Linked DNA regions of Sus scrofa: region 2 is linked to region 1. Evidence: chromatin contacts called from public promoter capture Hi-C data. All regions are on one chromosome and are shown on one strand. Each heading gives the region's core, a stretch centred on a gene start, on an enhancer-like site or on the middle of the called end of the contact. The rest is flanking DNA. Distances are from core to core; before and after follow the strand shown. Region 1 holds the start of CDC14B (dual specificity protein phosphatase CDC14B). Region 2 holds the start of ZNF367 (zinc finger protein 367).

The links. Promoter capture Hi-C pulls out the DNA fragments that hold promoters and counts their contacts.
Region 2: a promoter capture Hi-C map of fetal liver shows a contact between it and region 1, with 2.9 times the contacts expected there. The contact joins the promoter of ZNF367 here to the promoter of CDC14B in region 1. A contact is called at or near these places in 2 of 5 promoter capture datasets (fetal liver and fetal skeletal muscle), 4 of 47 Hi-C or Micro-C datasets (embryonic fibroblasts, fetal heart ventricle, heart right ventricle and 1 more) and 1 of 2 datasets of contacts at active chromatin or transcription factors (skeletal muscle).

What each region holds. Positions count from the first base shown.
Region 1 is chr10:25,470,408-25,476,773 of Sscrofa11.1, forward strand. CDC14B (dual specificity protein phosphatase CDC14B) reads left to right here and starts at 1,569. Exons shown (of 15, transcript XM_021064578.1): 1 at 1,569-1,820. The coding sequence starts at 1,661.
Region 2 is chr10:25,705,766-25,711,768 of Sscrofa11.1, forward strand. It overlaps ZNF367 (zinc finger protein 367), which reads left to right and starts at 1,946. Exons shown (of 5, transcript XM_021064593.1): 1 at 1,946-2,740. The coding sequence starts at 2,333.

The DNA.
Region 1 (6,366 bases), core at 319-2,818:
ATTTCCTTATGGAAAAAGGGAAGAATGAAATGAGGACCTAGCTTCCGGTCTAAAAGTCAGAGCCCCAGTTCCAGACTGTTCAAATGCCTCCCTCAGGCAGAGCCCTCTTTTCTCCAGCCTCCATTCCTCAATTAGCAGTGCTTAAGGTAAAGGCCTTCAACAATAAAAGTCAAATAGCCCCTCCGGGAGGTACTCCATCAAAATCTGCATTTCTGAAAGGCTTCCCAGGAGACTGATTCAAATTCTTCCTTCTAGAGGCTGGCTGTAATTGTGGAAAGTGCTGGTGAAAATTGGGACTAGGTGGCTAGAAGTAGAATTTTGGGGTCTAAAATCTAGATACTGCCCACCGGTCTTCTGACACTTTTCTATGCCGCCACGGATATTTGTTCGAAGCAAAGACCCTTCAAAATGTTAGTCTTGGTTAAATTCTAGAAAGATCTGTCATTATTTTAACTCAGTAGGAAAAAGAAAAAAAAAAAAAAAAAGGAGATTGATTACTTGTTTCAATACTTCACCGACTGGACCTGTCAATACCTTAGGTAAGAAAAACATAGCAACTGGTGTATGAAACTACTGAGTCAATCCCGGTACAGGATTCCAAGATGACGAACTTCGAAGTGCAAACCATTGTAGTATATCGTGTTTCTATGGTAGTTTTATCGACTCCTTAAGAAGCTCTTGCTTGGACTATTTGAATCCTGGGCATAGGTCACTAAAAAGAGCGTAGCTGATTTAAATAGTTCCTAAATTCTGAAATCAACTCCACCTTAAGTCTACATAACAGCGGACAATTCACTAAGTCCATTCTCTTTTCCAAGCCAGCCGCCATGGCACGAGCCCCTTTGACTTGGAGCGATACAGACGGAAAACCAAGAAATACCTTAAAAAAATATACACGCCAAAGAACCGCAGTTAAGTTACTAGGGTAGAGGCTGTGTAAAGCGTTGATGACTCACTAAAGGAAGTTTGAAACTGGGGTCTTGGCATTCTGGGAACATAGAAGAAACAGAAGTTAGAGGGCTTGCGGAGGGTCGCGAGTGCACTTTTATCTTTGATTGGCGGAACCACTCAGACTTTTCTTTATGGCGTCACCGGCTACCTGCCTGTAGAAAAGCTCCGTCTCCGTGACGTCACGACTCACTGACCAATGAAAGGACTCAGTCTGCGGGCCCCGAGGAGGGTTGTGGGCCCTTTTTTGTGAATGAAGCTCCACGGAACAGCCCTCCTGGGGTCCCTGGGAGCCGCGGCCCGCTGTGCTCGGGCGCCTCGGCAGCAGCGTCTGCAGCTGCGGTGGGCGCGCGCGGTTACCCCGGGCAGCCCCTGGCGCCGGCCGCAGCACCGTCGCCTCCGCCGCGCCAGCGGGCAGCGGGCACCTGGGGGCGGGCTGGGGGGCGCCCGCAGCAGCAGCAGCAGGAGGCGCTATACCAAGGGCTGCGGCGCCGGTCCCGCGGCGGCCGCAGGAGGGAGCGGGGCAGGCGCGGTGGGCCCGGCCCCTCCTCCGGCTCCTGCGCGGCCACCCGCGCCGGGCTCCGCCGTCGCCGCAGCGCCCCTCCGCGCCCGCCGCCCCGAGCGCCCGCGCGCGGGGCTGGCGGGGGCTTTGGCGGGCTAGCGGGCGCGCGGGGCCATGGTCGTGGTCCCCTGACGGGCCGCGGCCGCCTCCATGAAGCGGAAGAGCGAGCGGCGGCCGAGCTGGGCCGCCGCGCCCCCTTGCTCGCGGCGGTGTTCGTCGTCCTCGCAGGGAGTGAAGAAGAGCCGCAGCTCCACGTCGCAGGAACTGCACAACCTGGACCAACGGGACGACCTGTACCTGGACATCACCGGTGAGCCAGCGAGCGAGCGAGCGCACGGTGGGCCGCCTCGGACACGCGGCACCCGGCGCGGGGGTCCTAGCCCACCCACCCAGGCGGTATAGGCGCCTCCTGGGGCCCGACTGACACGCCTCCACCCCCCACCCCATAAAAGCCCCAGCCGGCCACACCCCCTTCAGGAGCCGGGCTCTCTGGGAGCGCCCGCCTACCCCGAGTTTCCATCTGCGTTTGCTGCGATCTGTAACTTTATCCGTTTTGCACCCTCCTACCCCAGCCAAGATGGCCCGAGGGTCACCTTTCTAAATGGCTGGCGTCAGCTCGGCGCCTCCGGCTTTTCCTAAATCCAAGTTGATAACGCCTCCCAGGTTGGAAGGTCGGTTGGCCCTTAACAAGAGTCTGAACCTCCGAGTCACTCCCAAAGGATTCCCCGAGCGCGCTGAACTCGCCTGCACGGGAGCTGCCTTGTTTATTTGGCGTTTGCCAAGCCTCCGCTGCTCTGTGGGAAATGGAGTCCCTCCCGCCTGGGGCGGCGTTCCCCGGCCCGGCCGGGGAGCCTGATCCTTGCCCTGGTCCTCAAGGCACTTGCCCCCTCCCCAGTGCGCGCACGAGCACTGCCCAGACCCTCCTGGGGAAAATTCCCTTGCCTTGCTTCTGGAAGGAATGTGTCACGTTGATGGCTTTTGAATCGGTCAGCGTGCCGAATGCTCAGAGTTGTCACTTTTGAGAAATAGCAGGTAGAAAAGCAGCCGTTTGATAGATGCCTTATTATTAGTGCTGATTGTACAATTCCTGAAAATGTAATAAATCCAGTTTGGGAGCTGTGGGGTTTGCCAGGATTGACACTGAGGACTGTGAAGGCATTAAATATGAGGATGTATGTGGTAAGGCTTTGTAAACAGCACAGCTGTCTACAATTTTGAGGGATTTTGCAGTCTGTTTTCGTGTGGCGCGGAATGTGGAAACCTCGGTGTGTGGGATTTTTATAAACTGTTTCCCGCCCTTAGCCTTTGCTAAAACCAGGTGAGCTGGAGCGGTCAGGACATTAATTTAGAAAGTGTTCAAACACAGAATTTTAGTAGAAATTATTTTCTAAGTGGATGGACAGTGGGACACAGAAGGTCCATTTTGCAGAAAGCTGAGAGTAGAGTGGAAGGTGCCTCGGCGTTGAGTGGATGGCCCTTGGGAACCGAGGAGGGAGGCAAGAAGGCCTTAAATACGTGTCTCTGGGGGCACCTGCCCGGGTGTCCCGTAGCGCCTGGCGCCGTGGTAGCTGAAGCCGGCTTGCTGAGGCTGAGACCAGGTCCCGCCACGTGTGTGCTCCCTGGGAGATGGCCCCACACAGTCGGGATGCTTTTGTTATTTATACCGTTTTGAAGGACCGTGTTTAATAGCATTCAGTCTTAGGGGTAGCAACACACTGCCTTGGTATAGAATTCTTAATTCCGAAGTTAAACAGGCATATTATACATAAGTTGTTCTCAGCCACTGGATATTTTCCCCCAGAGGCAACTTATGTTCCTAGTTTCTTGTGAATCTTCCCAGAAATAGACTGCATATACATTCAGTACTGTCCCCAAGTACAGTGGCATACAACATGTTTTGCATGTTGTTTTTTCTTTTTTCTGTTGTTGTTGTTGTCTTTTTGCCATTTCTTGGCCCACTCCTGGGGCATATGGAGGTTCCCAGGCTAGAGGTTGAATCGGAGCTGTAGCCACCGGCCTACTCCAGAGCCACAGCAACATGGGATCCGAGCCGCGTCTGCAACCTACACCACAGCTCACGGCAACGCCGGATCGTTAACCCACTGAGCAAGGTCAGGGATCAAACCCGCAACCTCATGGTTCCTAGTCGGACTCATTAACCACTGAGCCACGACGGGAACTCCTGCATGTTGTGTTTTCTTCATGGTATTTTCTATTAGTACATGCAGAACTGCCTCATTTGGCTTTCCTTACTGCTTAGGCTAAAACAGATATGGTTTTATTTTATTTGTTTATTTATTTTTTGCTCTTTAGGGTCACATCTGTGGCATCTGGAAGTTCCCAGGCTAGGAGTCCAATCCGAGCTGCAGGTGCTGGCCTACACCCCAGCCATAGCAATGAAGGATCAGAGTCACATCTGTGACCTGCACCACAGCTTGCGGCAACGCCAGATCCACTGAGCAAACCCAGGGATTGAAGCTGCATCCTCATGGATGTTTCCGATGAGCCACAAGGGGTACTCCCTAGATACGGTTTTATTTATTTATTTCTTTTTACTTCTTTATTTTTCTAGATATGGTTTTAAAGCATAAAACCATAAAATGGTATTTGTGGATTTAAATGTATATACATGTTTTATGACTTGTTTAGACAGTTGTCTCCCGTCAAAAAGGAAGTTTCTGACAGTAAAGTCACTGGACTGATCTTCCTTCTCCTTCAAGGAGAAAAAAATGTAATGTGGCTGGCTTTCCTGAGGCAGTGATCAGTGAGTTAACTTCAGAAAATATCACCAAGCAGAACAGTGAGGCAAGAGTTGGTGCATTATATAAAATCAAAATACAATATTTAGATTAGAAGCGCAGATAATGGGAGAGTCCAGCCTCACTGTAAGATCACTGCAGGGATGTAACTTCTCCATGTACCCCTTTATCACTGTCTTGACTTCCTTGGAGAAATGATACTAAATTGGAGTTCTCACTGTGGCCCAGCAGGTTGGGGATCTGGTGTTTTTGCTGAGGCCCTGAGGGCTCACTCCCCAGCTGGTGCAGTGGATTATGTAAGGATCCAGAGTTGCTCAGATTCTATGCATATGGCTAGGGTGTGGCGGGTGTGGCTGGAAAAGAAAAAAAGAGATAAAAAAGAAGAAAAAAAATTGTTTAAAAAATGATACTAAGCCAGTTTGTTTTGGTGTGATATACATGACAAAGTAATTTTGGATGCAGGATGGAGATTATTTTATATTGGATTTGTAGGGAAGGCGTGAGGCCTCACCCTCAGCAAATGGCACCCTGGTCTGTGGTTTCCAACTCATTTTCCCCTCAGGCATTGTTTTCTAAAAGCAGTGTGTGCACAATTTTAAAGTGAAACATTAACCAAAAGAGATACATAGATGTAGTTAATTTTCCTCCCTGGTAATATTTTCTTTCCCTTCCTAGTTTTCTATTCCTGTTCAAGTGTGTACAAATTGTACCATGCCAGCAGGAACAGGCCTCTTTTTAATGGCTGCATGTTGTGGCCTCGTCTGGCTTCACGGTGATTTATCTAATGATAATAACTAAATGGTACTTTGGGGATTTTCCAGTCCCTGTTGCAAAAGGCTGTAGTAGCATCCGTGTACATCTGCATCTGCATGTGTGATTGTGTCTGTAAACTTGAAGAGCTCAGGCCAAGGTGTACATAGGCTTATGAGTGGACGCTTTGGACAATTATGAATAATGCTGCTATGAACTTTTTTTTTTTTTTTTTTTTTGGCTTTTTGGCTTTTTGGCTTTTCTAGGGCTGCACCTGCAGCATATGGAAGTTCCCAGGCTAGGGGTCTAGTTGGAGCTGTAGCCCCCGGCCTATGCCACAACCACAGCAACACGGGCTCCAAGCCTCATTTGCAACCTATACCACAGCTCATGGCAATGCCGGATCCTTAACCCACTGAACAAGGCCAGGGATTGAACCCGCAACTTCATGGTTCCTAGTTGGATTTGTTAACCACTGAGCCACAATGGGAACTCCTGCTATGAACATTTACGTACATGTTTTTGCGTGGACAGATGTTTTCAGTTCCCTTGGGTATACACCTAGGAGTGGAATTGCTGGGTTACATGGTAACTCCATGAACTGCCAGACTTTTTTCCAAGACAGCCGTGCCACCAGCATTCCCACTAGCAATGTACCCATTATTCCACCATCCTCACTGACACTTGTTATAGATTGTGAAGATTCTTTCCCAGTGGGGTTGGTTTGTAAACATTAATGCACAGTATTACGTCTCCCCACCCTGCCCTTAAATACATTACTTTTTTTTTTTTTAAGTTTGGTCCCTTGACATTTTTATTACAATCTAAGTTCATCTGTAAGTTGAATTCTCATAGATTGGGGTATTTCATGTGTGTACATTTATTTTATTTATTTATTTGGCTGCTCCTGTGGCATCCGGAAGTTCCCAGGCTAGGGATTGAATCGGTGCCAGCCACAGCAGCCACTGGCACCGCAATAATGACAATGCTGGATCTTTAACCCACTGAGCCACCAGGGAACTCTAGTGTACATTTAACACAGGATGCTTCATTCATATTTTTGGTCCTTAGTCCTTTGTTGTGTGGTTGCTATTTAGTGTCTAGCCCACCATCCCGATATGGATATTAATTCTTCTTACTAGGAGCAGACTAACCCAGGTTTTATTCCTAAGCAGAAGATCCCATCAACTTCTCCTTGACCATTCATTCAGTTCTTGCCGTGTGCAATGACATGGATTTTTACCTGAGCTGTATTCCTGGTACGGTTCCTCTACACCATGTGAAAAAAGGTTATAAAATATGGCGTAAACCTCATGCATTAATGCTAAAGAGATACTGAGCAAAGAT
Region 2 (6,003 bases), core at 696-3,195, 240 kb after region 1:
AGCCAGCTTTAACAGAGGATTTTTATCAAGTTATGTGACCCTGGGCAAATCTCCAATTTCCTCACCTATAAAGTGGAAATAAGTAGTATCTACCTCACTGAACTGTTGACAGCAGTAGAAGCTAAGTGAAGTGTCCATCCATATTATTGTTGGATATACACTATTATAGTAGATATATGCTATTATTATAGTAGGTTTCCAGGAAATGGTAGCTGCATACTACTTCGTTTGTTGAAAAGATATTTTTCACTCTGTTCAAAGTTTAAAAGATGCAAAGAGTTATATGTTGTACCTTTTGGAATCTTTCCACCCTGTTTCCTAGCCACATAATTCCCCTCCCTGGGATCAACTTGTTACAATTCTTGTGTATCTTGCTAGAGATATTTTGTACACATAAAAACAAAAATGTGTATTTGTTTTTCTCCACTTTTTTTTTTTTTTTTGCCACGCCCCTGGCATGTGGAAGTTCCTGAGCCAGGGATCTCACCGGTGCCACAGCAGCGTCCCAAGCCGCTGCAGTGACAACGCGGGATCCTTAACCCCCTGCGCCACAAGAGAATTCCTTTCCATCTTTTTTTTTTTAACGTGAAAAAAAGCACACTTGTTTATACAAGTTAAGTTTGTTTTTAAACAGTTGTGGCATAGCTGAGTGTGTGTATTTGATAAAGAGGGGGAAGGGAGAGAGGGGTAGAGAGGAAGGGGGAAAGGGGAGAGCGAGAGAGAAATATTCTGCTCTTAATCACCAATTCTAACACTTAAATACTGGATATTCATTGACTTATTCAACAAATATTTATTGAAGGCCTGCCATGTGTCAGACTAGGCCCTGGCAATACAGTAAAAAACAAGGCACAGTCACTTCTTTCACATTTCTAGTGAATGTGAGGCTGGGCATGCCATTTGCCCCATCGTCTGCTGTGCTGTGCTTCCGAGCCCCACGCTGGCCCTCGGTGGGTGACTGTCAGAGCTGGATTCGCCGGCTTGTTCAAGGTCCTTTCAATGTGGGGTGAGGTCCTCCGGGCACTCACATCTCCACGCCCTTGCAGATTCGGGGATGAAGGTGCGCCCCAGACTGGGTGAGGAACCACGGCGCGGGGACGGGGAGTCCTCGGGGTCTTTCGGGTATCTGTGCCGGGGGTGACCACGGACACACACACACACGCCTGCGTTCGTGTCCCCTCTGAGCGGCGAGCAGCACTCGGGGACCTCAGAGACGACTTCCCTAACTACCCCATTTTGCACAGTTGGGAAACCGAGGTCCGGGAAGCCGAAGGCTGGGACCGATGACCGCTTCAGCCTCGGGGCGAATCGAGGGTGCGGAGAGGGTCAATTCACAGCGAGCCCAAGAGCTGGGCAGACGGGAGCCATTAAGAAAGTCGGCACCTCTGGGTGTCCACTAGAAATTGCAGGAGGAAGGCCTCGATGCCCCAGAAGCGGGTGGCGGGAGCCGGGGGCGGGGCGGGCTGCCTGGGCCCCAGCCCTTTAAATTCCCAGCCGCGCGGGAACCGCTGACCAACAGCCACCAGCGGGTGGGGCCGGTGAACGCGCGCCCCTGCGGGCCAACGACCGCCCCTGTCTCCGCCCCTCGCCGACACCTCTCCAATCGGCAACACTCCTGACGCCCGCCCCCGCCCATGGCCCCGCACCTCCCACCTCGACGACCCGCTCCGAGGACTGGCGGGGCGGGACCCTGGAGGGTGTGTCCTGGCAAGTTCAGACGTCGCGCGCTCCCGCGGAGCTTCGAACGCTTGTTGGCCCTTTTGGCAGAAAAAAAATACAAGAGCGGCGACCAATGGCGTGGCAGAAAGGACCCGCGCACAGATCCGGCTCCACCCCGCTCTGGCTGGAAAGGGGTCCAGGCCCGGCCATTGGCTCGAGCGACCTGTCACTCTCCGCCGCGACCAGCGGGCAGAGGCTTCGCGGTGATTGGCCCCGCCCAGGCGCGAAATGTAACGCGGGAAAAACTGGAGCAGGGACCCCGGCGGCAGGTTGTTATTTTCGGGGGCTCAGCGCCTCGCGTCCTGCTTTCCTGTCATCGCAACGCGGGCCGCCTGCTGCTTCCCGCGGCTGCAGCCTGCGTTGGGGTACGAAGAGCGGAGGACCGGCCTGACCCAGGGTTGGGGTCCAGCTCCGGCCGCCTGGTGCCAACCGAGCCGTTCCGCTCTTTCGTTGGCCGCGGCGCAGGAAGGTTCCAGGAAACGTCCGCCTGCCATGAGCCGGCGGGACTGAGAGCCGGCAACTCGGAGCAGCGCGGGCTAGCGGAGCGAAGGGCCAGACCCGAGCTCAGGGAGTGTGGCCCACGGCCGCTGGGGCTGCGGATCCGGGTCGGGCAATGATCCGGGGTGTGGAGGCGCCAATGGCGGACAACCCGCCGCAGCCGCCGCCCGTCATCTTCTGCCAGGACTCCCCGAAGCGGGTGCTGGTGTCGGTCATTAGGACGACCCCGATCAAGCCCACATGCGGCGGCGGAGGGGAGCCGGAGCCGCCGCCGCCTCTCATCCCCACCAGCCCTGGCTTCAGCGACTTCATGGTGTACCCGTGGCGCTGGGGTGAGAACGCGCACAACGTGACGCTCAGCCCCGGGGCTGCCGGGGGCGCCGCCTCGGCTGCCCTGCCTGCGGTCGCCGAGCACTCGGGGCTTCGGGGCCGGGGCGCGCCCCTGCCCACCCCCTCGGCCGCCGCCGCCTCGGGAGGTGAGGACGAGGAGGAAGCGAGCAGCCCGGACAGTGGCCACCTCAAGGTAAGCGGCACCGGCTGGCGGGGCGCGGGGCGGCGAGGGCCCGTTAACGGCGCGGCCGGACAGCCGGCAGCGCCCGCGGACTCGGCGGGTGGGGCGGGGCCGAGTTTAAAACGCGAGGTTGCTCCGCGGCGGCGGGGCGGGGGCGGGTGACAGGACGCTGACGTCACTGCCGCGCGCCAAAAAATTGCTCCTGGGGGCGGGGCTTCAGTCACATGACACCGGCCAGAGGGGGTGGGGAGGCCCAGTAGACCCGAAGCCACTGGTCCGCTGGTGCACTGGGTTGGCGCGCGGCCTGGGGTCGCGGAGTAACGCGGCCAAGTGGCTCTGCCAGTAGTACGGCAGTCCGCTTGGTCCGCTCTGGCGGAAGTGGGAGAGAAGGGCCGCGGGCCTTGAACTGTTCCTCTGGGTGAGGGAAGGGACAGGTTGCCCAGTTTCTGCTTCATCACCGCAGATACCCCGACCCTGCTAAAGATGCTTTGCTGAGATGGCCGAAGAAAAAGAGGGGATTTAGGGGATTCCTCCCCAGCGGGAATTGAGCCCTCGCTGTGTTGTTTCATGCATCCAGCGTACAACTTTGCTAGGTTCTGAGAGCACGCAGTGGAATGGGACGCTGTTGTCACAGACCTGGAATTGCTCGAAATCTTACCGGTTTAGAGCTGGGAAGGATGTGACTACCTGGTACAAACCTACAGTTAAGAAATCGGGCAACTGAGGCTTAGAGGGATTGGTGAAGGGAGCTCCCCAAGGTACACAGCTAGATAGAGTGAGTGCTGGGATTATAGTGGAAGTTTTGTGACTCCTAGACCTGAGCGTGTTTTGGGAGAGTCTGTCTGCTGACATATACTTACCTCTATAGGCTGTAAGCTCAGGGAGTGCCGGGTTTATTTCTTTCTGGTGGACTTACTCGACTTTAATACCTTGCACTCTGTAAATGCTCAATAAATGTGCTCACTTAAGTATTTGTGTAATGAATGCTGCTAATATAAGGTTAATATTCAGGCTCAAATTGTTAAATGGCTGTATAAGATGAGCAGTTTGCTAAAGGTGAAAAACAAGTCATCTTGGAATAAGTACATCTATATACTGTATAAATTGAAACAAGTTAGGTTATCATTTTACACGCAAGAGCAAAGATGTTGAAACTCTGTTTGGAGCCCAGAGGAAATTGAGACACTTTGTTACTAATGTCATTGTTATTGAAGAAACAGAAAATTATAAAACCATGTGCCTGACACACTTCAACGCTGAAGCTGCACTTCAGTAAAAATTTGAAAGCACAAGCGTTAGAAATACTCATAATAGCGCTGTTTGTAAACACATTGTGCCTTCTCTAGGCAGTCCTTAGTGAGATGGCTGAGTATCCTAGATATTTTGTGTGTGTGTGTTAACGTATTTACATATTTAGTACTTAAAAAACCCCAACATAGTTGGCTATATAGTTGAGAGAATCTAAAATACATACATGCACAAATACTTGTGGAAGATTTTGCATCTATTATTCTTAATCATAACTGAATCTAATTTTGGGTTATCGAAGAAAATTAATGTTTCCACAGATAAGTGAACTCTATAGGTGTGTGTTTTTGTTTTTGGCCTGAAACAGGCTTATCGTCATACAAACCTTTTATAAAAGTTGCTTAATAATGCATGGATTTGAATTTTACTTCCACTTGGTCTACCTCTTTTCAGAGGTAAAACATACCTCAGATTCTGAAGAACATGTAAAAATGAAAAGGCTTTTATATATTTCACTTTTTTCCCCTCCCCACAGTCATTCATACTGTAACTGTTTCATGTTATTACATGGAATGATTTTAACTTGTCCTTTTATCCATGAGGCAGTCCAAGTACAGCTCCAAAAATTCATTCATTTAGCTTCTCCAGCTTGAGGGGGAAAGATCTGGAATATACCTTCATTTCAGGAAGTTTCCTAGTTTGATCTGTGATCCGTATATTCCAGACTGCAGATAGGGAGTTTCAGTAATTTGTTTTGCTTCTCTAAGGTGCTTGCAGTTCTCTATCTCCTTAAGCTTCATAGGCGAATCATGCTGATTGAGTCTGCTCACGTTTTAGGAAGAGGGGAGACACATTTGTAAAATAGATGCTGCCAGTAACATGCGTCCTTAACCCCCATCTCACTCCCTTCTCTAACCTGGGTTAAAGGCAATAGCTGTGGATTTGAAAACAACATTTTCATTCATTTACTCTCTATTTGTTCCCACTGCTCCCAAAGGAGGCGTTAACATTTAAGTCCTGCACACTTGGTGTCAGCTCTTGCATGTTTTCTTGTTGTTCTGGCCCAACACTGCCTCCCCTGCCTGAGGCAAGAACATCCATCATCTACCAACTTGTTTTGGCCCCTCATCAAAAGATTGTTTAGTAGTATTGGGATAATTGGGATGTAATTCTATATATTAGCACTATCTCTTCAAATTCTGGAAGGGAAGAGAGCAGGTCTCTTTTCCCTCTGCCATAAGATAGTCCAGGCCTCCACATCTTGTGCCTTTGTGCCCTCTACTCAGACTGCATATATGAGATTACTTCACTCTGGAGCCAGTGTGGCTTGGCTTCTCTGCATATCCTCAGGTACCATTCACCCTTCAGGACCTGCCAGCTGCCTTTTCCCCTTTCGATGACTGAACACTTTTCGATATATAGGCTGCACATAGCCTTACAAATAGCTGATTAGTACAGAGCAGTTTTTGATCACCACCGTGTTTAAACATAACATCATGTTAACATGTTATATGAACGTAGTGGCCATCATTTATTATTTATTTCTTTGCAGAGCAAACTACCAGGCTCTGTAGGGTTGAGAGTTCTGAATTCTTTAATTTACCTTGTTTCTGAATTCTTTAATTGTGAATAATACTACCATATACTGGTAAGGCTTCACTAAGTGCATTCTTAGTGAGGGTTCTGAATTCTTTAATTTACCTTGTTTCCCTGATGAAAAAGGATGACTTAGAGTCTCCAAGATTAAGTTTAGGAGGCATCATATGATAAGTAGCGGAACTGATTGGAACCTTTAGAGCCCTTGCTCTTGATCTGCATATACATAATTGCTTCTGAGTATATCATGTGTGAGTTGCCTTGAGTGGTTTATTATTTTTTAAATATTAAGAAGACGCAAGTAGACTTATGAAATAGACGCATAACCACCTATATCTCAATTGAGATGCTTTGTGGGAGTACGCACAGTATAATAGACAGATGCAAATTAAGACTTGGAAAGTTGTTCGGAGAGGTCAAGGTGGGGAACA